7 separate regions of the Mus musculus genome follow, and all the other regions are linked to region 1. The links are chromatin contacts, called in public ChIA-PET, HiChIP or PLAC-seq and Micro-C maps. All regions are on one chromosome and are shown on one strand. Each heading gives the region's core, a stretch centred on a gene start, on an enhancer-like site or on the middle of the called end of the contact. The rest is flanking DNA. Distances are from core to core; before and after follow the strand shown.

Region 1 (3,907 bases), core at 546-3,045:
TCAACCACATACTAAGGTGTGTTTGGGAATTTCAGGTATCAGGGTGAGGGTGGAGATGGTTAGCAGAAGGGATTTGAATGTTTTATTCTCTACTAGGCCTTTTTCCCCCCCAGGGAGCAATTAGACAATATTTTCCCAGGGGGCAGATTTCCTAAACAGACTCTTTTAAAGGTCCAAGATTCCCTTTTAAAAATGGGAGTTGTTTATTCTTATCTCCTGATTTTGGGATAGTTGCCTTATAAAGCCTGGATGTAGTAGCATGTGCCAAGTGACGCTTTAGATGCTGGCCATGTGAGGAAGTCCCGAGCAAGAGCCGGTGATGACTACTGACTTTTGGGATTCTCTGTGAGCTCGCACAAGGCGTACTTATTACATGGGTATAATATATCTACAAAGCACCTCTCAAGCTCACCATACTAAGGGTGAGTGAGACACGGGGCTTGTGGGACAAGCCAGGACTGGGACTCAGATGAAACAATGCCGGGCAGAATGTCCTCAGTCCCTGCAGACTGGCTGGTGCTCCGCGGAATCAGGTTTCAGAAAATGGATCATACTGGCATGAGACTTGATAAAGACTGAGGGAGGCTGAGAGACTTGGATAAGATGTACCAGGCAGAGAGGCCATCTAGGAGAGACATTTCGAGATGATATGATAAAAGACCTGGCAAGACACAAGGGAGGATGCGGAGCAGTGAGCTGTCCAAGTGGGTTCAGGAGGACGGGTATCCAGGGGTTAGGGTGTGCAGACATAGCCTTGAAGCCTATAAGTCGCACTGTGGGCTCTAGGGTGTCTGCTGAGAAGCAGGCACTCCAGGGAGGCAGTGGGGAGCTTGTGAAGGTGTGTGTGTGTGTGTGTGTGTGTGTGTGTGTGTGTGTGTGAAGAACATTAGATAACACCAGGCAGTAAGAGCCGGGGTAGAAAGGCCCACGTTAGGGGATGGTGGTTGCTATCGAGCAGTTCAGTTCTGAAAAGACCAAGGGAAACATTCTGGTATTGCCATTCAGACTAAAGGTAAACATGGCCAGAGAAAGCAGGTCAGTCACTTTCCAGGTGCACAGGAAGAACATACGGTGCTGCACATTATCTCAGGCGATAACATCCGAGACAAAATGAAGGCTAGAGATGGCAGCCAGAAGGAAACGTCACAGAAGACAGCTAGAGAGGGCTGATTCAATACACAAACCATAGCCATGGTTGAGAAACCCAGCTTTGGAAAGAATGCAAGCACCATAGTGGCCTGGCTGGTTAGCAAAGGGACTTCAGTTTTTGTATCTCTTTATCTGGGAAAAGGGAGCGATTTTTATCTCAAAGGGGTTAGGCTTTTCCTGCGAGAAACTTCCTGAGCACGTGGACACACGGCAGGAGCCACGCGAGAGCAAGGACCAGCGGGCAGAAGTTAAGTAGTGGTTGCAGATTCTCCCAGACGCCCAGAAATAGTGGGGACCTCAGGAAATCCACAACCGCCCTAGAATTGGGCTGAGACGCCCTGTAGAGAGGACTGGCCGGTCTGGTCCACGAGCCGCGCCCCAGCCCCCAGCCCCCAGCCCGGCACAGCCCTCCGCCCGCTTTCACAACCCGGCCCTCTGCACTTAACCCCCACTCTGGCTGGTGGCCGAGCGGGTCCCAAGCCCAGCGCGCATGCGCCGACGGCGCCCCGCCCCCCTGAGCCCCGCCCCTATTTCCACGTCTCACTTCCCCTAGCTCTGCCTCGCCGCCTCGGCTGCAGCTCGGCCGCCACGATTGGCTGCGGGACGTCCTCCTCTCGGCCAATAGACGCCACGCCGTCGCCCCCGTGTTACTGGGTAGAACAAAACAAAAACAAACAGAGCGAGCGGGGCCAGAGGCGCTCCGAGGCAGCGGCGGCGGAGGCTGAGGAACGGGGTCGGGGCCCGGCGGACCGGAGACCCGGGCGAGCGGCGGCGGCCCGAGGGGGTCAGTACTGTGGGCGCGGCTCGCACGCTCGGGCGGGCGGCGTCCTCGTCCCTTAGGCCCGGGTCGGCGGAGGCTGCCGCACGTTGGGAGGGGGAGGGGGCGTGGAGGCCTCGCCGCGGGGGTCGGGACGCTCGGTCCCTGTCCACGCTGGCCCTGGAGCCCTCCGGCCACCGGCGCTCGCCCAACGCCCGGGGCTGCGGGGAGCTGCCGGTGCTCGCTCTCCGAGGCCGGGTCGGTCGGGCCGGGGAGCTGCAGCACGGGCCCGCCCCCTCCTCCGCAGCCCCATCCCCGGCGGCCGGGCGTGCGTGGCTGCGTGCGCTCGCGGTGAGAGGAGCCTCCGGGCGCCCGGTCCGACGCAGTTGGACGCGGGGGACGGGACGGTAGGAGAGGGGTGTCGTCCGGACGGAGATCCGGTGAGGGGTCGGTGCCCCGAACCGAGGCCTGGTCCGCCTCGGCCGGCCCTGCCCGCTGCCGGAGGGTTGGGGTCCTGCGGGACAGGCGTCGGTCGGTGCGGGCACGGGGCGGGGACAGCTGCCCTCCCGGCCCTGTGCCAACTCCTCCTTGCAGTCTCCTGTACAGGGTCCCTTAAAAAAAGTACAATACAACCTAGAGAAAACAAAGCCGAGAAGGGAGCCCCCTCTCTGTGAACGCATGCTGTGTCTGCTGCCCGTGGCTGTCCGCTACTGTAATGTACGTAGAGGGCGTGCTTTTTGGTTTTTGGTTTTGGTTTTTTGTTTTTGCTTTCCCTGAACAGCCTCAGAACTGCAGATGTAGGTCTCGCCTATCTTCCCCGAGCCCCTCCTTGGGAACTGGCTCTGTAAACCAGCCTCTGTAGTCGACTACCTGCTATGAATGATTCAAAATGCGGCTCCGGGCCTGGGTGAGGGGTGGGTGTGAGGCCTACGAGCTGCGTTTAAGACATTTTGATAGCTTCACAGCTGTAATACTCTTGATTTAAGAGTTTGAAATTTTAGGGGAAGGCCCTAGCATATATATTCGTGCTCGTATTTATATCCATAATATGCGTGCGATATCTATCTATATATCTATATCTATCTCGTGGTAAGAGTAGAGGAAAATAAAATACTTGTTACGGCTGCAAAAATAAATGTACATGGTTGCTCTCAGTAGTGGTTGCTTTTGCGTTATTGTTGTAGAGTGCTCTTAGCAGAATGCAAGTTGCTAATTAATGTGACTGCATCCCAGGGAAGAATTAAGGTCATTTTCTAGTTAACATGTGGTCTAAACTTGACTTCCAAAATGTCAAAGTAATTTATCGGGCATTTAGGAAATGCACTGGATAACAGTTAATTTCAGCTTAATCGTTTTTAGCTGTATACATAGCTTCCCCTTACCCCATGGGAAATGATTTTGTATAGATTAGTGTGGAGCAAATGGAATTTAGATTTTTTTGTTGTTGTTGTTGCTGTTGTTTTGCCTAAGGTTGAGGTAAGTATTTTAAGGATCGTTAAATTAAAAGAAAAAAAAAAGCCCACTGAAGAGAGTGTCACATACTGTCCTTTAGAACAGCTGTGAAGCTATGGGTGTGTCTGCGTCTTGACTGCTTGATCCAGTTGTTATGGTCTGGAGATAGAACTATTTTTTGGTTGTTATAATTAATAAAACATCATATCATGTGATAGTTATTTCCTGATAGCTGTTTTCAGTATCATATCTTTAGTGATTGGAAAGCAGTTTTAACAGTTGGTGTACAAGTCCACGTTGTTAAAAGCTGCTTTTTGTTAACCCTAAGAAGGACTTCCTTGTAAGGCACTCTAAGCTCATGTACTGAATGTACAGCGTCTGGGTTCTCGTGGTCGTTCACCCAGTGTGAACAACCTTGCAGAGAACATCCTTTCCTTCTAAACCTCTTGAGTTGTGTGCAAAGGGAATACGTGAAGCTCATGAAATAATGCTTACACAATTAGTTCACTGTGAATGTCAAAGGGCTTGATAAGCACTACTTATATTTCC
Region 2 (3,890 bases), core at 1,291-3,790, 510 kb before region 1:
ATTGCTTATGGTTTACAGAAGATCTGGGTGTGGGAGAAAGTTTCCTAACCCTCTCTAATGAATGGCACATGCACTCCATAGGCTGAAGAACAGTATTAGTCAAAGTAAAATTATCCTTCATTATTTTGTTTTTAACATATACTTTATTGTAAGTCTAGAACCCAAGTTTGAAAATGTCCAACTCATTTTAAATTACAGGTAAGATCTTTCAGAATCCCAAAAGCATTAAGCCCAAAAATAAAAGTTGGAAATGCTTGTGTTTGTGTGTCCGTGTCCTTTTTGAAACAAGGTCTTACTCTATAGCCCTGGATGGCCTGGCACTCAAGAGCTCTGCCTAGCTCTGCGTCCTGAGGGCTGGGATTAGAGGCGTGCATATACAGCAGGCAACATCTAATGTATTAATGGTCATCAGGAAGATAAAGAGAATGACTGTTTAGATGGGATATAGAATAAGCAAGAAATCATCAAAACACCCTGAAAACTGCTGAAGTATGGGTTCAGAACTTGAAGGACATTCTTAGGAACAAAGTTTCCATGTAAGATATTTACAAGTTATCCATGGTACTTTTCTTAACCTGGTGTTCTGAGAAGCAACAGGTATGTAAATTTGTCCTGAAACCCCAGTTCATGTCCTTAGATGTTTTGTTCTTCCTAAACTTGGCATGAAAAAGCTAATCTCTTTTGCACTATTTCAACTTCACTCAACAACTACAAAGCCCAGCCTTAAAGTCAAATACCTATAACATCCATACAGAATGTTATTCCCTAACACATTCTCACGATGTGGTTTTAATAAAAGTATAGACCCCATTAGCTTTGAAAAATAAGGCTGAATTTAATCTTCAGATAATTTTGTGTCATAAGAAGGATCTTAGTCAGATTGTATATTCCTCCCTTAATAGTGTTACCTTTTGAACTAAGTTTCCTTGTCAAGTCTTTTAAAACAAAAGCTTATTCCGTTGCAACGCCTCTTCTCATGAAATCCTGTAAGTACACACAGGATTTACAAAACCGAGTGTTTTGTTCCTTCTGATGTACACCAAGAGGAGCTAATGTGAGAAGCCTCAGTACCTGTGTACAAACAAGCATATACACGTGGGAGCGCCTTCCTCAGATGCTTTGCGTGCCTACGAGTCTTGAATGCATACTTTGAAAAAGACAAATCCTCTTCTCAAACAACCTCAACTCCAAGTGTCCACCTGTACTTACTTGCAAATCCTTCTTCAGTTTCAATAGATCTTCATTTTCTCCATTTCCAGAAAGGGCAGCTTCTACTTGCTGGAGTTGAGCTTTGTAGCTAGCCAACTGTTTTGCTAGATCCTCTGACATCTGAGGAAAATAAAGGCCCATAAGGCAAGTCAAATATCAAATTACAAAAAAACAACAACAAAAAAAAAACTTCCTCTGACCTGTCTAATTTAAATCACTCTTGCTACAAAATTCAAGTTCCGTTCATCACCATTTTAACTTTATTCATATTTAACTAATCCACAAACTTCAAGGCAATTAAATTCTAAAGACTGCAGATACGGCTGGTCAATTCTACACAGAAAGAGTTCCCCCGGAAAAATCATGCTATTAAAAAAGAAAAAAAAAAAAAAACCCTGCTTCTTCTTTAAGTATCATATATCATAGGAAGACAGTGTATGTCAATAAAGACTGCGACATACTTTTCAAAAGCTGAGAAAGTCAAAAATCAAGAGAAATTAAAATTCGCACGGACGGGTTCTTCCCCCCAGTCAGAGGAAGCGGTTTTCGGTTAACTACACCTTCGGCGTTTCCTCGCCTTTCTCTCCGGTGGAGGGAACCGCTCGGAGCGCTCACTCTTCCTTCACACGGAGGTCATCCTAGAAACCCGCCTCTCGCCCAACGCAGCTCGGCGTCGCCAGGGGTCCAGAAGCCCCTCTGGGCGGCCGCGGGGCAAACATACGGGTCCTCGGGGGACACCTCCGGGACATTCCGGCCCACCGGAAGCCTGGAACCCCGGCCGAGTCTTCCCGTCCGCGCGCGGGCTTCCCCGAGCCCGCTGGAGCCCCGGTCCACCATCTCCCACCAGGGAACGCAGACCTCCGCGTCCATGGAAACCGCCGAGCCCCGCACCCTCACAGAGGCTTCCCCCAGACGGCCACGTTCGCCGCCTCGTCCCGGAAGCCCCCACGCAGGCCGGGGCCGTCCACTGGGGGGTGCGAGAGCCGCTGCCTCCCCACACTGCCCTGGCCGGGCCCAGCTCTGACGCCGGCGCCCTCGCTTCCGGCCTCCGCCTCCACCTCCACTCCAGCCCGAGGCCCGAGGAGGCCTGACTCTCCCTCAGGGGCTCGTTACCTTGGGTGGGGCTGGGGTCGGGACGGCGGGCAGGGGTCGGGGAGGCGAGGCGAGGCGAGCGGCGTCAGGGGCGGCTGCAGCCGGGAAAGATTTTCCGCCGCGACGAGCCTCGGTCGGAAAAGGAGAAAGTCCGCCAGCGAGGGGGAGGGGAGAGAAGCCGGCCTCGGGCAGGAGGAGAGAGAGACAAGGCGAGCGAGATCTCGCGAGACCTACGGACTCTCGTGGAAAAGATGGCGCCCGGGTCACATGACCCTCGCCGCCCTCTCAGCAGCCTGCGATTGCAGCCTCGGAAGGCGGAGCGGGTGTGGTCTGATGGGCAGGAAGTGACGTGTCTGGGCCGCGCCGGGGGCAGAGGGCATGTTCGTTTTACGTCAGTTCCGCCTCGTGCTGGGAGCGGCAGCGAGTGGTTCTCTGTGGTGGGTGTTGTCCTCCGGTTCCCTGCGGCGTAAACTCGCGAGCCTTTCTGCCCAGCCCTGATGAGATTTAGTACCGGGAACGGGCTGGGAGTGATGGCGGGTGCCTTGTGTCCCACAGGGAGGCAGATGGCGGCGGCGGATCTGAGTCTGAGCCCGCATAGCGAGTTCCAGGCCAGCCAAGGCTACAGAGCGAGACCTTGAAGTCAAGAGAAGGGAAGTTTTTTGTTGTTTAGAAAATAAATATAGCCAATAAAGATAGAGTGATAGAAGTGGAACGGTGACCATTTGAGGTGCTTAGGCATCACCCATGGTAGGTAAAAGCCATGTGATGTAAGAAAATAGAGAAAGGTAGGATGTTTAGAGTCAAAGCTGGCAATCGCTCACCCAGCGATCAACTTCAGCATCACTAGTTGTGAGACAACCTTACTTTATGCATGTTTATGACCGAGTGACAGTCAACATGAAGTGACTGTCACCTCTGAGGAAGTATAATCAAAGCCCTTTTGAGTTTAAAGGAAATAATAAGCATAACGTGTTGAATGTCCGTGAGGAAAGAAACACCCATCCAGAATGTGCGATTTTTTTTTGACTTAAATAATTCAAGAGTAATGTAATTTTAATGAGAAATACCTCCCTTCGTCTTGGCCATTTGGAGTAGTTTAGAGGTGTTCCCTGCCTTGTGCAGATTGGAGAGGTTAAAGACACACACACCACTTAAATTTGAGCTCTCGGCGCTGTATGTGCAGTTTGATGCCGGCTCACAACAAAATACTTCAGCCATCATGTCCTTGGCCTGCTGCTGCCCCTGCCCGGCCATTATAGACTCACTCCGGAGCCATAAGCTAAAATAAAATCGTTAAGCTGCCTTGGTCATGGTGTTTTATCACAGCAACAAAGAAGGAAGCAATGCTATTAAAAGGAGTAAGGACTGTTTTGGATTAGAAGATTAAAAAGATGGGTATGGTGGTGCCTGTGTGTAGTCTCTGTTGTGCCAGGAAATGTTCATGAGCCCCCCCCCAAAAAAAAAACCACCAGGGAGCTGATTCTGATGCAATTGAACTAGGTTCTTTTGTTCAAGCTCGAGCTTGGGCCTCACCACCCTCTCTGATGCAAGAGAACTGGGGGCCGGGGGTGCAAACGCAGGGTTGTAGA
Region 3 (3,832 bases), core at 666-3,165, 590 kb before region 1:
TTACATGAGTTGTCTGATGAGGATGCTAAGCTGAACGTGGGCCTTTTGCAAGAACAGCAAGTGCTCTGAGCTGCTGGGCTATCTCTCTAGCCCATGGCCTATATTTTTAATTTATTTATGAACTTTTAAAAATCTATTTGGGTGTTTTGCCTGCATGCATGTCTGTCTTTACACCACATGTGCCTAGTGTCTGCAGAGGTTAGAAAGGGGTGTCTGGTCCCCTGGAACTTCAGTTACAGACGGTTGTGAGCTGGGAATTGAAGCTGGGTCCTCTGGAAGAACAACCAGTGCCCTTAGCCTCTGAGCTACCTCTTCCCCTATTTATGTTTAAACGTGTGCATGTGTTCCTGGGATGAACTCAGGGCTTTGTGCACGCTGGGCAGGTAAGCTGCCCTACCACTCTGTTATATTCACAGCCTAGTTTTATAATATTTTTGAAAGCACACAAAGGCCTTCTTGCAGGTCTATGTGTGTGTGGGGGGGGGAGTGGGGGGTATACACATGAGCTGTAAATGTTAAAGAGCATTTTGCAAAGAAAATATTCTTTGTTAACAAAGTTTCCATTTTCAGTCTTTGTGACAAAAGTATAGGGAAGTGTCTCTGGGCTGGTGAGGACAGGGGGCAGCACAAGTCCAGGTCCCCTTACGAGGTCAGTCTGGGTAGATTCCTTTTAGAACTGTTTTCCAGTGAAGTGCAGAAAAGTCTTGTTTACCTCATTCATTCTGACTTAGATTCAAGTTACAGCAGCAAAGGGGACCTAGGTTCCAACTGAGAAAGTTCTCACAGAGGGGCTGCCATTGTAGCCCAGTGTGAGAACACTTGCCCAGCAGGCACAAAGCTTTGATCTTCAGGAACAAAACAAAACAAAAATTCTTAGTATGTGCCCAAGATGTTCTAGGTGTAGTTTTGACTTAGTTCACGAAAGCATCTTCTCAGAGGTTTCAGGGATGTGCAAATTTTGACCAGGAAGGGTTAGAGGATTTGATTTGTTCAGTCTGCTTGAGTAGGCCGAGAACTCCAAGCCTTCTTTACCAGGCTATCCAGGTGTCTCCCACACTCTGGTCAGGCAGGCCTGGTGGCTCCCAGTGGCAGCAGTGAAACTGTTGGAGGGAGTAGGGGATAAAGACTCCAGGTGTGGGAGTGGGGAGTGAGGGAAGGAGGGAAGAAGAGGTTCCTAGGTTGCCACTTCTATCTAGGGGGCACTCTGTCAAGTGAAAGGGCAGGCAGTTGTAGTGACGCCCTGCTGTGAGCTTTGCACAGCTGGACTGAGTGAGTGTGGAGAGATGCTCACATCTCCTCCCGCTTCCTGGAAAATAACTTTGCATTTGAAGGGTTGCAAAGGAGTCGGTAAATCTGAACCCGGACAGGGTAGCCTGGAGACTTCCTCTGCTTGTGTGAAGGTACACACAGGTGTGTGTGTGTGTGTGTGTGTGTGTGTGTTCGAGCGTGTGAGGGGTCATGTGTAAAATGTTTGTGTTGGGAGGAGTTTCTAGTTACATGTGATGTTTCTATTCTTCCCGTCAGAATTGGGCTTTTATTGTTTGATTTTGAAATAAGGTCTTTTTTATTTTTTTAAAAAATGCCTAGCAGCTATCATTTATTGGGGACCTCCTATGTGCCAGGCATTGTGCTGAATTTATTTTTCTGTAAAGAAAAATTGTTTTTATCCAGGTCCACCTAGAGACATCCGAGGGTTTTTTTTTTTTTTTTTCCCATTCTTATTAAAGCACAGTGCTGTCTACGCAGCTAGGATTTGCGGAGAGGCGGGGAAGGGTGCTGGATAGGCAGGGGGCGGGCCCTGCCTCCCTAGCCGCCACCATTTATTTTGACCGGTCAGATGGCATCGGGCTCGCACTAGGACCCAGGCGCCACAGCGCCTCCGTCCGTCCTGTAGGTTCATTCAATCTCCCATACACACAGACCCACACAGCGAGAGCGACACACACTCACACTCACAACCGCACGCAGCGAGGCTCGGGAAGTCAGTCAGGCCGGCTCCTTGCCCCGGTGCCTCGGTGACTCCAGCAGGCCGGGTCTCCCAGAGGCCCTGCAGCTCGGCCGGCCGCGCAGCCCCGGACAAGGAGCAGCTCCGCGGACCCCCGTGCCTCCATGGGCAAACGCGGGCGGCCGCGCAAGGAGGCGCGCTGCGAGGGCGCGGGGCTGGTCCCCGTCGCGCCCCCGGCCATGCCCCCGGCCGCGGCCGCGCCCCAGCCCCCGGCGCAGCCGGAGGAGCCGGCGGGGGCCAAGCCCCGGTGCCCCTTCTCGGACATTTTCAACACCAGCGAGAACTCGATGGAGAAGCACATCAACACTTTTCTGCAGAACGTGCAGATTCTGCTCGAGGCAGCCAGCTACCTGGAGCAGATCGAGAAAGAAAACAAAAGTAAGTTTGGGGGCCCCGACTGCTCGCCTGCGTCCAGCTCTTTCTTTCTCACCCCCTTGTGCGACCCCTGTCGCTTACTCGGTTCGCCGCCGCCCCCCCGCAACAAACACACACACACACACACACACACACACACACACACACACACACACGTACCCTCGGCAGTAAAGCCGATGACACCGGAGAAAGGACACGCACGCACGCACAAAGCTGCTAAAGATGTAACAAAGACAGCGAAGGGGAGAGGGAGCCTGTCGGTGCCTTGGTCTGTCGGTCTCCAGCAGGCCCGGAGGACGGCCTGGCCGAGGAGTGGGGGAGTGTTGTTGTTTGCTGACAACTGGGCTGAGAGGCTGCGAGCTCGTCTCTCCGAGGTCGCCTTTCTTCCCTTTTTTTTTTTTTTTTCCTCCTTTTTCTTTCCGGAGCCTACTCCGGCAGACAAGTGTTTTGGTTTGGCTTATGGTTTTGGTTTTTTTTTTTTTGTTTTGTTTTGTTTTTATTTTTTTGTTTTGTTTTGTTTCTGTTTTTGTCGCTCGTTCCAGGGTTGGGTGGGGATGAGAAGCTGAAAGTTGGAAACCGTTTGCAGAGCTCAGGGCTTCCAGAAAGAAAACACAGACACACATTACAACAATAACAACCGCCACCACCGAACAGCTCTCCGCGCCGTGGACTCCGGCTCTTCTTCCTGCCTACTTCGTTTCTCCTTCCTTCCACAGCAGGACTAGGCTCAGGCCATCGTGTCCACAGACACAGTTCCCCTGTGCCTCCTTGCCTCTGGGATGCCACGGCCTCTGGTCCCCTCAAAGAAACAGGCCAGAGGAACCAGGCAGCGCCGGCAGCCCTCCCTGGACCTGCGGTCCTGCGCGCGCTGGGGTAGGGAGGGGGGGACTTGGCGAGGGGGACGTGGCTAAAAGCAAACTTTAGGATTCCGCAGAAACAATAGTTGGGGGAAAAGGTGTGGGCGGTTGTGTCCATTTTCTTTATTTTCAGAGACGCACAGGACGAGCAAGGCAAACGCCTTACAGGGTTCCGTCCACCCCCACCCCCCCCGCACTCCCCCCCAGGTGGAGACCGATGCTAGGAACCCCACCCGGGCCTGGGCTTCCTCTCTGTATTTGTTTCATTTTTGTCCCTGCCCATTGGAACCCCCAGCTCTCGCCAGGCATTCGACTCAGCAGCACCCTAACGGGGGCAAGCGTGTGCTGCGTCTCCAGCACCATCAGAATAATAGCTGTGAGAAGGAAGATCGGGCCAAGGGAGAGAAAGACTCACGGAGAAGAGAAAAACGAGATGTGTAATCTGTCAGAACAAGTAGGAGATCAATGGGAGAGAGACCCGATTGCAACGTGTCAGGTCTTGCAAGACCCCCCCCCCCAACACACACACACACACACACACACACACACACACACACACACACACACGCCAGCCCTCAAAACACAAAAACACCTT
Region 4 (3,963 bases), core at 418-2,917, 860 kb before region 1:
ACTTTGCTCTGACAATGACAATCCCCATACCCATTTCGGTCCAAGGGTTTGGTGTAAGTACCTATCACCTGCTGTTATCACATGAACCCATGCGCATCATGGATGCAAGCTTGGTAAATACACCCCTCTGGTCCTAACGACCAGTTCAGATAGCATGAACCATCAAGTGAGTTCAGTGAGAAGGAGATCTAAGACCTCTGCTCCAGCCGCACCATAAGGCTGTTTCTAGTGACTGTCAGCCTAGAACTCTCACCACCTGCGGGAAGGAAAAAGTCTGCCCAAGCGAGAGCTGAACACAACTGGAGCTAGAAGTGAGACGGGGAAGACAAGTCTGGTGCCAGGATTGGTTCGACTATCTTTGGCTTCACTAACAGCCACCAGCCTCCATTTGCCTCCTTCAAGGAGTTCAGTTTGACCTTCTAAACTGAAAGGGGTCCTCATCTGTACACTGGATGGCACTGAAATTCTACCACTTCCGGAAGGCACCCTCCCTCTCAGCCTACCATCTGACGTTCACTGACCACCCCCAATACTGTGACTACGGATCCAGGATCCAGCAACGACTGTGGTGTGGTCCTCAAGCTGCCTCCGAACCTTTGACATTACATCATTATCCAATTGCCTGACTTTATTTCCAGCAGAAGACGTCCAGGAAGGTCTAACCACATGGACAATTACCCACACCACCCACCATCGTGCATATATAAACTTCTTGGTCACACTTAACACGCTGTGACAAGACCAGGTCTGGGTCAAGGTAGGCTTGAGATCTGTCCACTCACAGAAACAGGCATAATATGGTCGGAATTTCACAAGTCGGGCTGCGGTGCCTCATGTGTTCTTTCAAGACTCAACTGGTCTGAGAGGATGGGTACGCCCCTGTGCATCCCCTCAGAGTTTTAATTCTGGTTTTATGTTCTTAGCATCTCCCACTTTAAATAACCAAGTGTGCCTGGTTCGGGTGCAGAAGGGATACACTAAAGCATGTTCAACATGAGTCTGGGAAGTGTCTTCTCACTTCCTGTGTCCAAGAAGAACCCAGAGCAGGCTCCAGGAGGATTTTCCGGAAGGCTATGCCTATCTGTTTCCTGATACAGCCCCTGAGACCATTTGGGTGGGGAGGGCACAACGGCTGCCTGTCTCTGTTGGGAGTTTGAATCAAGAGGTAAAATGCAGTCATCAGAATGATCAGGGTTGTAACTTTAGATCGCCGCCGTGGAGGAAGGAAAAGGGCAGGGGCACAATCACTTCTGGGTACCCGGGGTGGATCCAAGAGGGACCAACTTCCTGCAACAGCAGGGCCTCCCCTCAGGGTCGGGGGTGGTAAGGATCACCGCTTTCCCGGGACCAGCGAGGCAGTTCCTCGGTCACACTGGTCCCTGGACCGGCTCCGGCCGCCCGGAGGTGCCCGGGGGCCCCGCCGGAAGCGAGCTGAGTCCTGCCGGGCTGCACAGATCGTTCCCCGGTTCCCGCTGGGGCAACCCCCGCTAGCCAAGGCCATCCCCGGACGGCCGCGGGCCCGTCGCTGCTCGCCCTCTCGTCCCTACCCTCCCGGGGGTGCAGCTCGCGCGCCGGGCGCCGGATGCCGGTCAGCCGGCACAGTCCCCTCACCTTACTCGCGGCGGCTTTCTGGAGGCTGCCATTCGGCGGTGACGTGCCCCAGCCCACGTCAGGGGAGCGCAGACCAGCTGATCACCCACGGCCAGGCGCGCGCACCGGGCAGGCCACTCCTCCCCTCTGTGGCGTGCTCACGCAGAGGCTCCGCCCCGCTGTAAACCCCGCCCGTTCACCGGAGTGGGCGTGGCCGAGTGTCAGAATTCCAAAACCTTTGGGCTGTTGCTTGGAGAGGGTGTGGTGTTCTGTGCAACCAATTGGGAGAGGCGCCGGTCAGTCGTCACTGATCTTCCTCTCCATTTAAGAGGAAGGACAGGCGTTTTGCCAGCTAAGGAAGCTGCATGCTTCTCCGGTTTGTTCCAGCTTTTAGGTCAGCTAAGACGAGAGAGTCGTGGCCAGCTCTGCAAGAACCTATTTTAGGGTCCTGGAGACACTGACTGGATCAGGATATAACTTGCTGAGACCTTAGAGATGTCTTCCAAATGATTATTCCCAACAGCTTCAAAACTTACTGCTCACTTGGGCTAACGATCGGGCGTTAAAGCGTCCAAACCTAGCTCCTAACCCTATGTACAAACAAAAACATTCTTCACGTAGGGCTTTTTCATCTCAGTCGGTGGCTATTCCATGTTTTAAGGGCAAAAATCTTGACGTAATATCTGCCTTATTCCCCGGTCCATGCCCCATCTGCCCAAGATCCGCTTGGTCCTGGCTTCAAAGTAGATCCGTAGCCCCACCCACTTCCATCACGTCACCTATCTGGGGTGCATCACTTCCACCTCACCTGTGTGACGCCTGCATAGAAGCCAGACCGAACCTACCCTGAGGTGTCCACTTGACCATTCTAGAATCGCCTGGGAGAAAAAGCCCCTGGGCCTGGCTGGAGGGTTGTCTTGTGTTATTTAAGACGGGCAGAACCACTCCCTAGGTAGAGGATTCTAGACTGTATAAAATCAATGGAAATGAGCTGAAGACGAGCATGAATATATTACTCTCGCCTCTTGACTACCGATGTAAGGCCTGGCTCCCTGACTAGATGAACGGAAACTGGAAGCCGAAGAAGTCCTTTACCCCTCAAATTCCTTTCGCCAGAATGTTTTATCACAACGACGGGAAAAGAAACTAAGCAGTCCCCATTTCATTTGGAGTGACTCTTCTTAATCACAGCTCACAGGTCACCTCACTCCACCTAAGCTGGCCTTCCCTATCTTTGACACTCACAGTCCCGTCAAGTGTCACCTCCTCGATGAAACCTGCTTAAAGCTGTAAACCGCTTGGACCCATCCGGGCCCCTTTCCCACAGCTTCTACTGTTGTTCACCGGAGTTCATCTTCTGAGGATAGTCTCTCTACCCTGCACACATACTATAGCCATCAGAGCAAGAGTTGTTTCTGTTGCTTAAAAATGGGCAGGAGGGCTAGAGAGATGGCTCAGCGGTTAAGAGCACTGACCGCTCTTCCAGAGGTCATGAGTTCAAATCCCAGCAACCACATGATGGCTCACAACCATCTGTAATGAAATCTGATGCCCTCATCTGGTGTGTCTGAAGATAGCTACAGTGTGTATATATATATATATATATATATATATATATATATATATATATATATAATAAAATCTTTTTTTTTAATGGGCAGAAGCTGACAGTCATCCTCACGTGTTTGCTGCTGAAATAAATGTCCCCAGATTGCACACTTCTCCGGCACAGTGGCTCTCTTGTTCATTGTTATGTCCCTAGTGCTTAGGACAACACCTGGCACTAAATGAAGGTGAGCACCTATTTTAAAAACCAAGCTGTGTCCCATCCCACGTCGACCTTGGTGAAGTCCGAGTACGCTTGTATCCAACGGGTTCAGCTGTCCTGGAGGACTGAAAGTCCCGGTTAGCATTAGGTTAGCACGTAGACAAGCCAGAAAAGAATGTGTGTGACACAGCATGTCTGTTCATTTCCTCAAGCCTGCGGAGCCAAAATGAGACTGTAAACAAGGACTGGCTCCTGCCCACGCCCAAAAGAATAACAAGAGAGAAATCTGGCAGTGCGGGCAGAGTTATAAGTGCAATCAAAACGCAGCAGCACCCATAGTCATAATTGCCCAGGAGAAAGGAGAGAAAGCAGCACTGGGCAGTCCCTGAACCAGACCTGAGTTCCTGTTTGCAAGACAGCAAAGCCACCTTCATCATCTTCAAGTTCTTTCGGGAAGTCCCAGGAAGGAGACTCTAAAAACATTGCAGAGGGTGAGCCCAGGAAGGGTTAACTGTGGTTTTTCTGGTTTTGTGACCTCGCGTAGGTAGACACACTGACACAGACTGAACCCGATCTGTCTAGCCCGCGACAACCCAGTGACCCAA
Region 5 (3,589 bases), core at 1,056-3,555, 710 kb before region 1:
CAGAATTATGCATGGGCTGCAGAATGGGGGTGGAGGTGTGAGAAAGTGTCTAAGCTCTCTCTGTCCTCTGGAGAAGAGCACAGATCAGCACCTGAGGACAGCATCGGAAGGAGGGCGCTGCTTGGTGACTTGTCAGTATTGGAACTTTAGCAGTGTGCCTCACAGAAGGTTGACTAGAGTCCCACAGAAAGGCGCGGGGCAGGTCTCTGTTCACGGCCGGCCGGGTGCAATTGTTTTTGTGGTTCTGTTTTGTCTGTTATCTCATCACCTGGGAGACTTAAGCAGAAGGATAAAGAAGTCATTGCAGTCTGGGTCCCATAGAGACTTGGACATCAGCCAGGACTACAGGGTGAGACCCTCCAGCTCAAAAATGATAGTGAATCCCACTCTGAACCTGAGAAAGCCTGGACCAGTACTCTCTCACTAAGCTACATCCCAGACTCTGTATTCTTATTGTTTACTTTATTCATAAATTTACTTATTTTGTGCAGTAGGAATTAATGTAGGACTTTGTACGTGCCATGCAAGTCTCTTAATACTGGAACTTAAAAACACTTCAACTCAGCCTCACAAGTTAATAAGCCGCTAGACCTATGATCTTGGGGTATTTTTTAACAGTATATAATTTATTTGCTCTTCTCTTTTATTTTTTGTCTTAAAAAAAAAAATGTGTGCTTGCGCGCATACAGAGGCCAGAAGAGGGCCTTGGGCTCTTTGGAGCTGGACTTCCAGGTACGTGTAGCATGGGTATGGACCTGAACTTGAGGCTGCTGCTGGAGGAGAGCTTAGCAGCTTACTTACTGAGCTCTCTCTCCAGCCGGGCCTGTCTTCTTTTCCTCTGTAGTCTTTGTCGTCATTGCTTTCAAAGAGCCAAAACCTGCTTTGTTGTTGCACCTCAGGTTTGGCAACCTTGGCGATATAGTACAATCTTACTAGTCTAACTTTTGTCTGAAAATGGGGATGACAGCTAATCTCTACAATTAATAATTTGCAAAATATTGCTGTCTACCTTGGTAGGCTTGTTTTGTTATGGTCCAGAAAAAATGGCCTATTTTAAACATTGATCATCTTTCATTCATCCTTAACTTCCTCTTTTAGAATTGCTACATTTTAAAGCCTCTGAGTGGTTTGTGTTTGTTTTGTCTTGAGACAGGATTTTATTGTGTAGCTCTGGCTGACCTGAAACGTGCTACATAGACCAGGCTGTCTAACTCACAGAATCAACCTACCTCTTCCTCCTAAGTGCTTGACTAAAGGTGTTCATGTCATTATGTCCTGCCTACTTTTGAATCCTGGATTCTCTCTTTTAACAATTAGTAGTCTACCAGAGCATTACAGAAGCAAAGGGCATCAGTAGCATCCAGAGTATTTGTGCTAAGTGGCCCTGCCTTCAAGTTGCTCAGCATCAGATATGCCAGTGAGTGGAGAGGCGTGAATAGACGTAAGGAGTGCCATGCTGGACGTGAGCAGAGGGCGGTGAAGCTTGAGGCTTCTCACTGTAGAGTGGCTGCTGTCCTTTGCAACCCATCTTCACAGGATGAGTAAGTAAAACCTTTGTCTTCCCCAGATGGGAAATTAGAGGATGTAGCAGAGGTTTTATCAGACAGGAGTTTTAACTCACAAGCTCAGAGGGGTAACTTGTCTTCTAAGTTACCAAGGGTTGCCTTGTGGTATGGCCCCTCTTGAGAAGCAGAAACCCTGAGAAAAGTCAAAGCTTCTCCTGAGCCCACCCCCACCCCCACGCCCACCCCCACCCCCACCCCCACGCCCACCCCCACCCCCACCGTTCAGAAGCATCTCTGACTGGAGCCACTGACCGAAGACGGCTCTGTGAAGCTGACCCCTGCCTGGAGCTCACCGCTATCAGACGTTGGCTTGGGGTACCTTTTGAATTTTACTCCCTTAGCTAAGTCTCTTGTACAGTTTGTCCCCCAAACTGAGCTTTCTTTAATCAAGAGTCTAAATATAAAATAGGCCTATTGTAAAAATGGCCTATGATTTATTATTACCATATTATTATTATTATTATTACTATTACTACTACTACTACTACAGGTTTTATGGGGTGGTTTCAAAGATCAGAGAGTAACTTGTAGAAGTTGGTTCTCTCCTTCTGCCCTGGGGCCCTAGGAATCAAACCCAAGTCATGAGGCTGGATACCAAGCCCTCCACCGCAGAAACCTCTCACCTACCCACAGCCTGATTTTTTTATCCAATTCCACTGGTGGCACAGCCCTGCTTGCTTAACCTCTCTGGTTCCAGTCTCTGCTGTAGGGTTGTATGTGAGGCACACAACAGTCTCCCTTGTTTTGGTGGCACTCCTCTGATGGCATCCTGTGTTCTCATTTCTGTGCCAGGCCTGTCACTACACCCTGCTGTCTTCTGACGTCTCATCTTCTGCTGGCACCTGGCCTTCTCGCTGAGTGTTCCACCTTAGTTAGTTTTTACAATGAAATAGCAAAGATATAATTAGAATATGGCTCAACAGTTAAGAGCATGTCCTGCTCTTCCAGAAGACCTCAGTTTGGTTCCCAGCAACCAGATTGGGCTGTTCCAGTCTGCTGACGGCAACCATTCGTAACTCCAGCTCAGGAGATTTAGAAACCTGTCCTCCACAGGCACCTGCACACATGTGTACATACACACATACAAACACATACACATAAAAACAAAGTAATAGATATAAAATTAAAAATTATAGTAAGCTAATTACTGGAAACACATTTCTAGATTTCCTATCAAAGGCCTTCATGAAGAGTCTTGTTACTGTTAGGCCAGCCCATAGCCTGTCACAGTTTAGTCTGATAAGCAGCTTACGCAGATCCAGCTCTCCTTAGCCATCTTGTAGGTGGGGGAGTTCCTTCCCCTGGGTATTGTAAGCTAGGCTGAGCGTCCCACAGAGCTGGATCTTGCCAGACAAAGGTTTTCGCTAATGGTTATACCATACTTCTAGAGGTAATGTCACATGAGCAAAGATAATTCTCTTTCTCCCTGTATGTTTTCAATTAGATGACATTTACTGGGAAGGAAAAAGGCCTATTTTTGATAGTGTATTCTATTTTCAGTCTACCACATATTTAAAGTGCATTCATTTAACAAACAAAGCTCCAGGCTTCAGGACTTGAGTTGAGGCAATGTCTTTATTACGCTGGCTTGAGTTCTGGTACCAGACCCTGGTCAGGTTGCAGGGGCAGAATGAATGCCCCATGTATATTATGTTTGAGAGGGTACCGGGTTGGGCATACCTGAACTCTTACGAGCTGACCTGGAGTGGTAAACAACAGAAAGGTGAGTGCCCTTGATTAAGATTCAGTCAGAGAGCAGGGTTCTCATTTCATTAAAACAAACAAAACAAAAAAAAGCAAAAACAACAATAAAACTAAAATATATTTTAGTTTTTATGCCTCTTTTTCTTTTAACTTTCATAATAACTAGTCATAGCCATTTTATCTACTGAAAATTAATTTATTTTATACATGAAAATATAATATAGCAATGGTATGTTACAAGATTTAAATGACAAACCTTTAAGATAAAGTGAGAGTTGAAGGGCAGAGAGAGGGCATAGGCTTCTTTTCTTTTGAACTTT
Region 6 (3,609 bases), core at 768-3,267, 650 kb before region 1:
TAAGAATTTAAAGTAAGACTTTGCTAAACTTGAGCAGTACTTATGGGCCATAGTTACCTGTCCTCAGTCAGCACCTGTGACTTCAGCTCCAGACAAAGACTCAGCTAGGCTTGGCCAAGAATAGGCTGTCTTTTCATCACTCACATCCTATAAGCACGGTTCACCTTGCTCATATGTTAATAGCATGTAGATAAGCCAAAGACATTTTCACAATTATAATTAAAATAACATTTCTTTAAAAGAAGTCTTATGAACAGGCTCATATGCCTCTGTTTGGTTTCCATCCTGGAGATGCTCTGGTGACCAGCTAATGCAGACTGATGGCAGTCTGGAAAAGGAACAGAAAGGCAGGTCCCCATCAGTCCCGGGCTGACTGCTGATGCGGCTGGCTGCCTCTCCCTCCGTCCTCCTGCTATCTGCTTGCTGGTCCCCCTTCCCCTCCTCCTCCTCCTCCTGTTTTGGTTTTGGGTTTGAGTGTTGTAGAACCCAGAGTAGCCTAAGATCCACAGCTGAGAACAACCTTAACCTCCAGATCTTCCTCCATTTCCAAGGTGGTGTGATCACAGGCCTGTGTTACCAGACAGCTAGGTATACCACTGCCTTTGTTTTAAATTTGTTTTCTTTTATTGGGTTTTGTTGGGGGAAGGGTTGGGTTTTGGTTTCTTTGCTTTTCTGTTTTTGACACAGTCTCTGTACAGCCTTAGCTGTCTTGGGACTCACTATATAGACCATTCTGTCCTCAAACTCAGCTCTGCCTGCCTCTGCCTCCAAAGTGCTGGGATTAAAGGTGTGTACACTATGCCCACCCCCCATCTATGCTTTTTAAACACAACACCTGTATATATATCACAGTCTAATGGTTGTATAAGGGGGAAAAATTAAAAAGTTTTTCCTACCATCTGGTGCCAGATTTGTCTTGAAATTTAACATATTACACACATTTATATGTATAAGGGAAAAAAAAAACAACAACAAGAAAAAAGCCACCCAAACAGTATGTCATTAACAATGTGCTGCCATGCCTTTCAACTCAGTACTCTCAGGTAGCTATCTGTGAGCTTGAGGCCAGCCTGGTCTACATAGTGAGTTCAAGGACAGCTAGAGCTATAGGGAGATCCTGACTACACACACAAACACACACACACACACACACACACACACACACACACACACACACAGGTGCTTTCTTGGTGGTAGAATGTGTGACTTAATCCTTGACTCTGTTTCTGAACATTGAACAACACCAACAACAAAAAAATGAAACTGGGAAAGATGAAGCAGCCTGGGGACTCACACCTGTAACCTCAGTCATGAGCCTGAAACCAAAGGATGACGACAAGTTAGGAGCCAGGGTGGCCTGCAGGGTACCAGACAGGGCTGCCGAGCAACACTGTCTCAAAAAGAATGTGTGATGGGGGAAGACCATGTGATGGGGGAAATTCAAAACTTGAGCTAACTAAAAGATACTGCATACGTCACATCATTGCCAACTGGTAAACTTCACAGTAGAGAGAAACCACCATCTAGTAGTGAACGGCGACGGTTTATATCATGTGTTTGCATGTGCGTGAACTTTCCAGAGACAGGGCGGACATCACCTGGGGTGTTCAGTAAGAAGCAGAATAAGCCTGGGGGTGGGGAGGCACCCATCACAACTAACCCTTGTTTATTCTTACTGTTTTCTATCTGCTACCTATGTTAAAAGTGATGTCTTCATGACACAGTACCGCCTTTGTAATGCCTACAGTCTCTGAAAACTGTCAGAAAATGTTCACTATGGAAGTGAGCCATTGGCATGGCTGTGTTTGCCCTCTCAGAGATGTTTCATGTGACCTGAGTAGGTAGAGAGTTTCAAGGTATCAGCCTTCCTACTGTGTGGTGCGGTGCTGCTCACCCAGAGGCCGTGGGTCACGTGGCTGTCCCAGCTTCCAGTAGCTTACAGCTGTTTCATCTTCATCTTCTGGCACAGCAGACCCACATCTACCATCCAGTTGTATATTTATGCTGTTCCTGTCTCCACCCCTTGGGGTTATAGGGATACCCTAGAACACCTGGGCTGACCCACCATTTATGACATCAGTCATCTTTCAGATCTTACCCCAGCGTTCCATCCTGTTACACTTTTAACTACATGTGGGTTCAAAACCTTTTTGGAAGGCAGTGGGTACCTAATGCTAGGTAATAAATCACTCCAAGATGCAGATGCTTAAAACGACGCACTGAAGGGGGCTGGAGAGATGGCTCTGTAGTTAAGAGTACCTGTCACTCTTTGAGATCTTTTTGGTTCCCAGCACCTACAAGCAGATCACATCAGCCTGTAACTCCAGGCTCTTCCACCCTCAGCGATTCACTCACATGCATGTGCAGTCCCCACAGACACACTTGTGCACACATAGAGTAAGACAATGAACATTTGCTACTATATCAATGTCTACGAGGTTGAAAGTCAAGAACGTTGCTTGGAGTCTCGGAAGAAGTTGCAGCTAGGATGTCAGCCAGAGCCATCTGAGAATCTGGCCGGACTTGAGCATTGTGGGTACAGAGCCATCAGAGGATCTGGCTAGGCGTGAGCATTGTGGGTAGTAGCTGATGGTGGACATGAGGTGTCCCCTGTGTGGACTTTTCCTGGTCTTCTCTAGTGTCCTTGTGACAAGGTTGTGCACAGAGTAACTCAAGAACAAAATGGAAACCGTAGCACCTGGGCAGCTGCCATGTGCCTTCACTTCAGCCGGGTTTTAGCCTTCAAAAATGAGCCACTAGCTAAGTAGTACACACCTGTAATCCAGCATTCAGGAGGCTATCCTGGGCTTCCATGACAAGACCTTGAGCTGGCTGTAGCAATGCACACCTGTAGACCCTGCTACCGAAAAGACTCGGGTGGGAGGATAAGTTGAGCCTAGAAGCTGGAAACCAATCTAGTCAAGATAGCGAGGGTCCCACCTCAAGGTGGGGGGGGGGACAGGAAAAGGAGAGGAAAGATAAGCAAGCCACCTAGTCCCCCTAGACATGTTAATTTTTACCTTGGGAGAGAAGAGTGTCAAAGGATTAGGGTCTGTCTTAGTTGGCGTTCGATTGCTGGGAAATGGCACCATGACCAAGGCAATTTCTATGAAAGAAAGGATTTAACTGGGTCTCGCCCACAGTCTCACAGTTCTAGTCCACTGTCCTGGTGGAGAGCCTGGCAGCATGCAAGCCGTGCTGGAGCAGTAGCTGAAAGCTCTGTCCTGATCTTTTAGGCAGAAAGAAAGACATGAAATTCAAGCCCGCCTCCAGTGACACACTTCCTCCAAGACCACACCTCCTAATCCTTTTAATCCTTTCAAATAGAGCCAGTGTGTCCTGACTAAGGATTTACAAGTATGAGCCCCTGGGGCCATTCTCATTCAGACCGCCAATTAGTGACAGCCGTGAGGTGACAGCACAGTGGAGGGAAGGCACTAGGCGGGATCTCTTCTGAGTCGTGGGTGTTGGCTGTGTATCTGGTATCCATGGTGGGGCTGGATTCATAGAATGAGGAAAGTGGAGCTCTGGAGAAGAGGAAGCGCTTGCTCAAGGTCATAGCCAGTGACCGAGCAGCACATTATCCACATCAGCCCAAGACCCCCTCCT
Region 7 (4,160 bases), core at 167-2,666, 760 kb before region 1:
TGGGAAAGGGGATGAAGATGAGGAGGCTGGCGCGAAGTATTTGAGGGGGAAGAGAGCCTGCAGATGAGGAAGGAAATGAAGTGGCCTGTCGCCAGTGCCTTGGAAAGGACGGGAGATAAGGGTGGGGAAATGAAGTTTGCTGTGTGTGTTAGGGTGGGGTTAACCCCAGGGACCATGAATCACTAGAATGGTGTTGGGAGGAGTGTGCTTGAGGGTGAATTCGTGCAGTGGAGAGGGCATGTGTGCCGGAGTGGTGTGCAAGTCGTGGGTGGCAGAGGAGAGCAGCGAGCGTGTGCCTGGAGGTCTATTTCGAGAATAGGTTGGGGTGAGAAACCCGTCTGGGAGGCGGGGGTGGGCAGCCCAGTGTCACCTGTGGAGGGATCCCCGACTCTGCAAATGAGTGTTGCAAAGTTTGCCTGGCTTTAGACAGATTTTGAAGGCTGCTGGCGGAGCCTAGACTTTTCATCTCCCAAGAGGTCAGCTCTCAGAAGGTTTAAGAGGCAATTAGCCAAAGTAGGAGTGCAGAGTTTGGGCTGGTCCAAATGAATATAAAGGCCCTTGCCCCGTCCCTCTGTGGGAGTGAGTGAAGGCGGGAGGCTCCCCCAAACGCAAATATGCTGAAGAGAAAATCGAGGCCCCCTCCTGTGGGAGCCGAGCTGAAGTCCAACTATTGTGGCCTCTCCCCCCAAAAACCCAGCGGCCTCAGTGGGCCACAGAAGCTCAATCTGAAAGCTACGGCTCAGCTGAGATTCACTGGGTGGGGGAAGCACGTTAGGACTGGGGAGGTAGATGTTTCCGTGGCGTCACCCTCCCACTCTCAATCGGGTTTCTCTCGGGGTCGTTTCCTTCTCCGGCAGCGGATCGGAGCTGCACTGAGGGAGGAAGACCTTGCAGAGGCGCCAGGCAGGCGCCCTGCAACAGGCCCTCCGCCTGCGGAGCACGTAGGCCCCCACTGCCGCAGCTGCACGGATACGGAGCTTGCAGCTCGAAGGGGGGCCTCGAGGGGCGGGGCCAGAGATCTCAAGGGGCAGCAGAGGCGGGGCCTGGACCTGCGAGAGCCTGTTGGGGGCGTGGCCTATTAGGAGCGGAGCAAAAACGCTGGGCTGGCGAAGGGCGGAACCAGGGGCACGCTTTTGAGCTACGAGGGCCCAGCCCGTACTGGGCGGAGTGAAGGCTGCTGGGGCGTGGCCTATAAGAGGCGGGGCTAGAGCTCTCGGGCCATGGGGCGGGGCCTTGAAGCTGGGGTACTAGAAGGGTCAAGCCTGTAGAGGGCGGAATCAAGAGCCCTGAGGCGTGGCCTGTGGTAGGCGGGGCCAAGGCGTTCAGGCCTGTGGGGCGGGGCCTTCGGGGTGCTAAGCGAGACTAAGCCTGTAGGGGGCGGAGTCCTGGACCCTGTGGAGGCGGAGCCCAAGGGGCGGGCCAGAGGGCGTTCGTGGGGAGTTCGGCTGGTCCCGCCAGAGCGCGAGGCGCCCGCCGGTAACGGTCGTGCGGGCGAGGGGCTGGAGGGAGAGGAAAGGGCTTTAAATGATGTTTTGAAGCAGCGAGAGCTAGACGCGTCGGCGACCAGGTGTCGCCACTTCCCGCTGCCGAGGGCTCGGCGTCCAGGTCCTGCGTCTCCACGCCCCCTCCCTTCCCGGCCCTCTCCTCGGGAACCGAGCGAGCGACGTTAAGAGGCGGCTGCGGCGGACCGGGCGGCCGCTGCAGCCCGGCGGTGGCGAAGGAGTGGGCACAAAGCCGGCTGCGCTGCGAGGTAATCCTGCGGGAGCGGAGGGCCCGGGGTCCCGCCGCGCTTCCCACGCCGAGGGGGCTTCGGACTGGCTGGCCGCGCGGCCTCAGGTGAACCGTGCTCGGGGCGGGAACGCGAGCCCCACGGGGCCGAGGAGTGCAGACCTGGGGGCGAGGAGTCGGGGTGCGGCGCCGCAGAGTGGGCCGGGACTCACCCGGGCGTCCCCGGCTTCCCCCAGCGAGGGCGTGGGATTGCAAAATCCTGTTCTGCGGGGAGCCTTGCTGACCCCGAAGGTGCTCGCGGGGACGGTGGGAGGTTCCCGCGCTTGGAGAAGGTGGAAGAAGACCGTGTTGATTTGTTGTTTTCTTTTTTCTTCTTCTTTTTTTTTTACCCCCTCGTGGCTTAAGAAACTTCAGTCACAAGTTGAAATTGTTCAACCACTTTATCTAATCAGTGTGACCCTCCCCAGCACACACACACTAAAAGTGCGCACGAGCACGCGCGCGCGCGCGCACACACACACACACACACACACACACACACACACACACTATAACCTTTCAAGCATTCCTGATACTTTATTCTTCCTTGCGGGGTGACAGCCCAGTTGGCAGCAGATTTGGTTTGCTGGTGTTTGGGGCACTTCCAACCTCTTTGGAGGTATGTAATAGCTGAGGCAAGGCCACTATTAAACCAGGCCTCTATTAAAATGACAAGAATGGCCTCAGGTGAACTTTTTTTGTTGCAGAGATTTAATTGCAAGTAGATGCCCGTTTAAAGTGGGAGTGTAAGGAAAACCACTAAATATCCTTGGCACATGTGCTCTTGGAATTGACTTTGCTAGAGTGGTGTGGGATTTAGCTCAGCCAAGAGGCTTTGAGTGAGGATTAGGAGCCAGGCTCAGGAAGGAATTGATAAGACTCTGGGGCTTGGGATGAGCTACATAAACATGTGTGAGTTCTTTACAGTGATTTATAAAATTATAGAAATTTTAGAGTTAGCAGTATGAAATGATTGCCTTTCTTAGAATGGACTCCATCCTCAGTGTGCTGAACATGTACTGATTTGGGTTTTGGCAGACTTCTAGTAAGAGTACAGTGTAATATGTCCTTTTAAAATGAAGTTACTTGACCAGTAGAATGACCTGTGTATTTAAGGTACAAGGCTGACTCATTGATAGAATTGTTTCTTTTCGAGCACTTCTGGAAGATGTTATAGCTAAATCTCCTTTGTGTCGGACTTAACTTGCAGGGTAACTTTTTTTTTTCCTAAAATTGATCAGATTAACTGTAGTTATGAGTAGTGGCCGGACACTTTTCTACAGTTCCCCCACCTCATTAAATTGACCCAGGAGTGTCAGCATGTTGGTAATAGTTGCTTTAAAGGAAAACTCCCCAGCAATTTATTACCTATCTAGGATGCTAAACATAATTTAAGGAGCTCTGTAGATACTTGGTTAAGAGATGTTAATACAGTGAAACACTTTTGCATATGGGATATTAGGAAGTGTTTGGTAGTTTTGGAAGGTGACGGGTGATTGCATGACCCCTGAAAAGATTTTACATGACTTTCAGAATATAATGTGTAGTCAGTGGTTAAAGATGCCTGAGAAGCTAATACTGTATACTTTACTCTTGCTTATCTTTTTATCAATTATATTTTTCAGTAATGAATGTGATTTTTTGCTCAGTGATGTGCAGTGCTTTTTATAACTTGCTTCAGCACTCTGGTTGGTAGCAAGTTATATGATAGCAAAGAGATGTTATAAATTAGAAGCTCCTCAAAGCTATGCTTAGAATTATTATAGATAGCTGACATGCCCCTTTCTCATAACTGAGTGCAATGTAGAGTTTGGGAGAAATGCTAAAATAAATACACTAGGTAAAGGAAGAGGTCTGTCTGAAAGACATGTACAAGTTGCTAAGCTGTTTCTCACCTTAAACATTTTTGTTTTAATTAATATTTAGTTCTAGCTAGTTCATTCAGTTGGAAAACTTAGCTGTGTAGAATAAAATAATAAGAAAACTTAACATGTCTAGTCAGCAGTGCTGTCTTTCCTTCTAAACATAAGCTTATGTGAAATTATTCAAGTCCAATCTGACAGTTGCTGAACAATCACAGATCAAATCAGGTAACAGAGATTCAAAATTAATGCTTACTTTATCTCATGTCTCTCCTCTGAACTTGGGGTCCATGCCAAATATTTATAGCTGCAATTGTTAGGAGATCTTTGGGGTTTTGTCGTTGGTTTAATTCCCTTGGCTGAAAGCCAAGACAGGTTCAGATTTACTGTAATGGTTGCCTGTGTTAAATCTTCTCTGAAAGTACACGTTAGAACACTCTGACTATGATGTGCAAGGAGAAGGTTTGTTACCTACTAGATGCATATAGAATAATCTGTGGTTGTTTGCAGTCTTATTTTCAGAATTTTAGT

What was found. A called contact is a pair of places that touch in the nucleus more often than the background predicts. ChIA-PET counts read pairs in DNA pulled down with a chosen protein or histone mark. HiChIP or PLAC-seq counts read pairs in DNA pulled down with a chosen protein or histone mark.
Region 2: a contact with region 1 is called in a FOXA1 HiChIP or PLAC-seq map of pancreatic cancer cells. The contact joins the promoter of Smndc1 here to the promoter of Pdcd4 in region 1. A contact is called at or near these places in 11 of 39 promoter capture datasets (the 3T3-L1 cell line, the C10 cell line, the HPC-7 cell line and 6 more), 20 of 484 Hi-C or Micro-C datasets (the AML12 cell line, B cells, CD4 T cells and 13 more), 8 of 115 datasets of contacts at active chromatin or transcription factors (CD8 T cells, acute myeloid leukemia, double positive thymocytes and 5 more) and 2 of 9 other capture datasets (adipose tissue and liver).
Region 3: a contact with region 1 is called in an RNA polymerase II ChIA-PET map of memory CD8 T cells, with 67 read pairs. The contact joins the promoter of Mxi1 here to the promoter of Pdcd4 in region 1. A contact is called at or near these places in 2 of 39 promoter capture datasets (cranial neural crest and pre-B cells), 2 of 484 Hi-C or Micro-C datasets (CD4 T cells and hematopoietic stem and progenitor cells), 6 of 115 datasets of contacts at active chromatin or transcription factors (effector CD8 T cells, large pre-B cells, memory CD8 T cells and 3 more) and 1 of 9 other capture datasets (liver).
Region 4: an H3K4me3 HiChIP or PLAC-seq map of bone marrow-derived macrophages shows a contact between it and region 1, with 5 times the contacts expected there. The contact joins the promoter of Xpnpep1 here to the promoter of Pdcd4 in region 1. A contact is called at or near these places in 2 of 484 Hi-C or Micro-C datasets (B cells and CD4 T cells), 3 of 115 datasets of contacts at active chromatin or transcription factors (bone marrow-derived macrophages, memory CD8 T cells and pancreatic cancer cells) and 2 of 9 other capture datasets (adipose tissue and liver).
Region 5: a contact with region 1 is called in an RNA polymerase II ChIA-PET map of memory CD8 T cells, with 288 read pairs. The contact joins the enhancer-like site here to the promoter of Pdcd4 in region 1. A contact is called at or near these places in 9 of 484 Hi-C or Micro-C datasets (CD4 T cells, CD8 T cells, effector CD8 T cells and 2 more), 5 of 115 datasets of contacts at active chromatin or transcription factors (effector CD8 T cells, memory CD8 T cells, pancreatic cancer cells and 2 more) and 1 of 9 other capture datasets (liver).
Region 6: a contact with region 1 is called in a Micro-C map of embryonic stem cells, with 4 times the contacts expected there. The contact joins the promoter of 1700001K23Rik here to the promoter of Pdcd4 in region 1. A contact is called at or near these places in 1 of 39 promoter capture datasets (pre-B cells), 1 of 484 Hi-C or Micro-C datasets (embryonic stem cells) and 1 of 115 datasets of contacts at active chromatin or transcription factors (memory CD8 T cells).
Region 7: a contact with region 1 is called in an RNA polymerase II ChIA-PET map of memory CD8 T cells, with 77 read pairs. The contact joins the promoter of Add3 here to the promoter of Pdcd4 in region 1. A contact is called at or near these places in 1 of 39 promoter capture datasets (pre-B cells), 2 of 115 datasets of contacts at active chromatin or transcription factors (memory CD8 T cells and microglia) and 2 of 9 other capture datasets (adipose tissue and liver).

Annotation. Positions count from the first base shown.
Region 1 is chr19:53,901,556-53,905,462 of GRCm38.p6, forward strand. It overlaps Pdcd4 (programmed cell death 4), which reads left to right and starts at 1,796. Exons shown (of 12, transcript NM_001168491.1): 1 at 1,796-1,933. It overlaps Gm30990 (basic salivary proline-rich protein 2-like), which reads right to left and starts at 3,049. Exons shown (of 8, transcript XM_030251154.1): 1 at 3,028-3,049; 2 at 1-2,517. The coding sequence starts at 3,049. The coding sequence ends at 1,316.
Region 2 is chr19:53,388,094-53,391,983 of GRCm38.p6, forward strand. It overlaps Smndc1 (survival motor neuron domain containing 1), which reads right to left and starts at 2,541. Exons shown (of 6, transcript NM_172429.3): 1 at 2,323-2,541; 2 at 1,210-1,329. The coding sequence starts at 1,329.
Region 3 is chr19:53,308,591-53,312,422 of GRCm38.p6, forward strand. It overlaps Mxi1 (MAX interactor 1, dimerization protein), which reads left to right and starts at 1,916. Exons shown (of 6, transcript NM_001008542.3): 1 at 1,916-2,383. The coding sequence starts at 2,110. All of the region lies in intron 2 of Gm30541 (a long non-coding RNA gene), which reads right to left.
Region 4 is chr19:53,036,903-53,040,865 of GRCm38.p6, forward strand. It overlaps Xpnpep1 (X-prolyl aminopeptidase (aminopeptidase P) 1, soluble), which reads right to left and starts at 1,668. Exons shown (of 20, transcript NM_001374834.1): 1 at 1,612-1,668.
Region 5 is chr19:53,187,571-53,191,159 of GRCm38.p6, forward strand. All of the region lies in intron 1 of Add3 (adducin 3 (gamma)), which reads left to right. Among named protein-coding and RNA genes, the nearest start is that of Gm52402, 19 kb to the right of the region's middle. Within about 2 kb of position 2,306, at least 34 of the 459 cell types and tissues checked have an H3K27ac peak or open chromatin away from gene starts, as enhancers often do. A contact at or near this core is called in CD8 T cells, memory CD8 T cells and regulatory T cells, where this site is marked.
Region 6 is chr19:53,253,188-53,256,796 of GRCm38.p6, forward strand. 1700001K23Rik (RIKEN cDNA 1700001K23 gene) reads right to left here and starts at 2,018. Exons shown (of 3, transcript NR_036590.1): 1 at 1,895-2,018.
Region 7 is chr19:53,141,340-53,145,499 of GRCm38.p6, forward strand. It overlaps Add3 (adducin 3 (gamma)), which reads left to right and starts at 1,417. Exons shown (of 15, transcript NM_001277100.1): 1 at 1,417-1,750.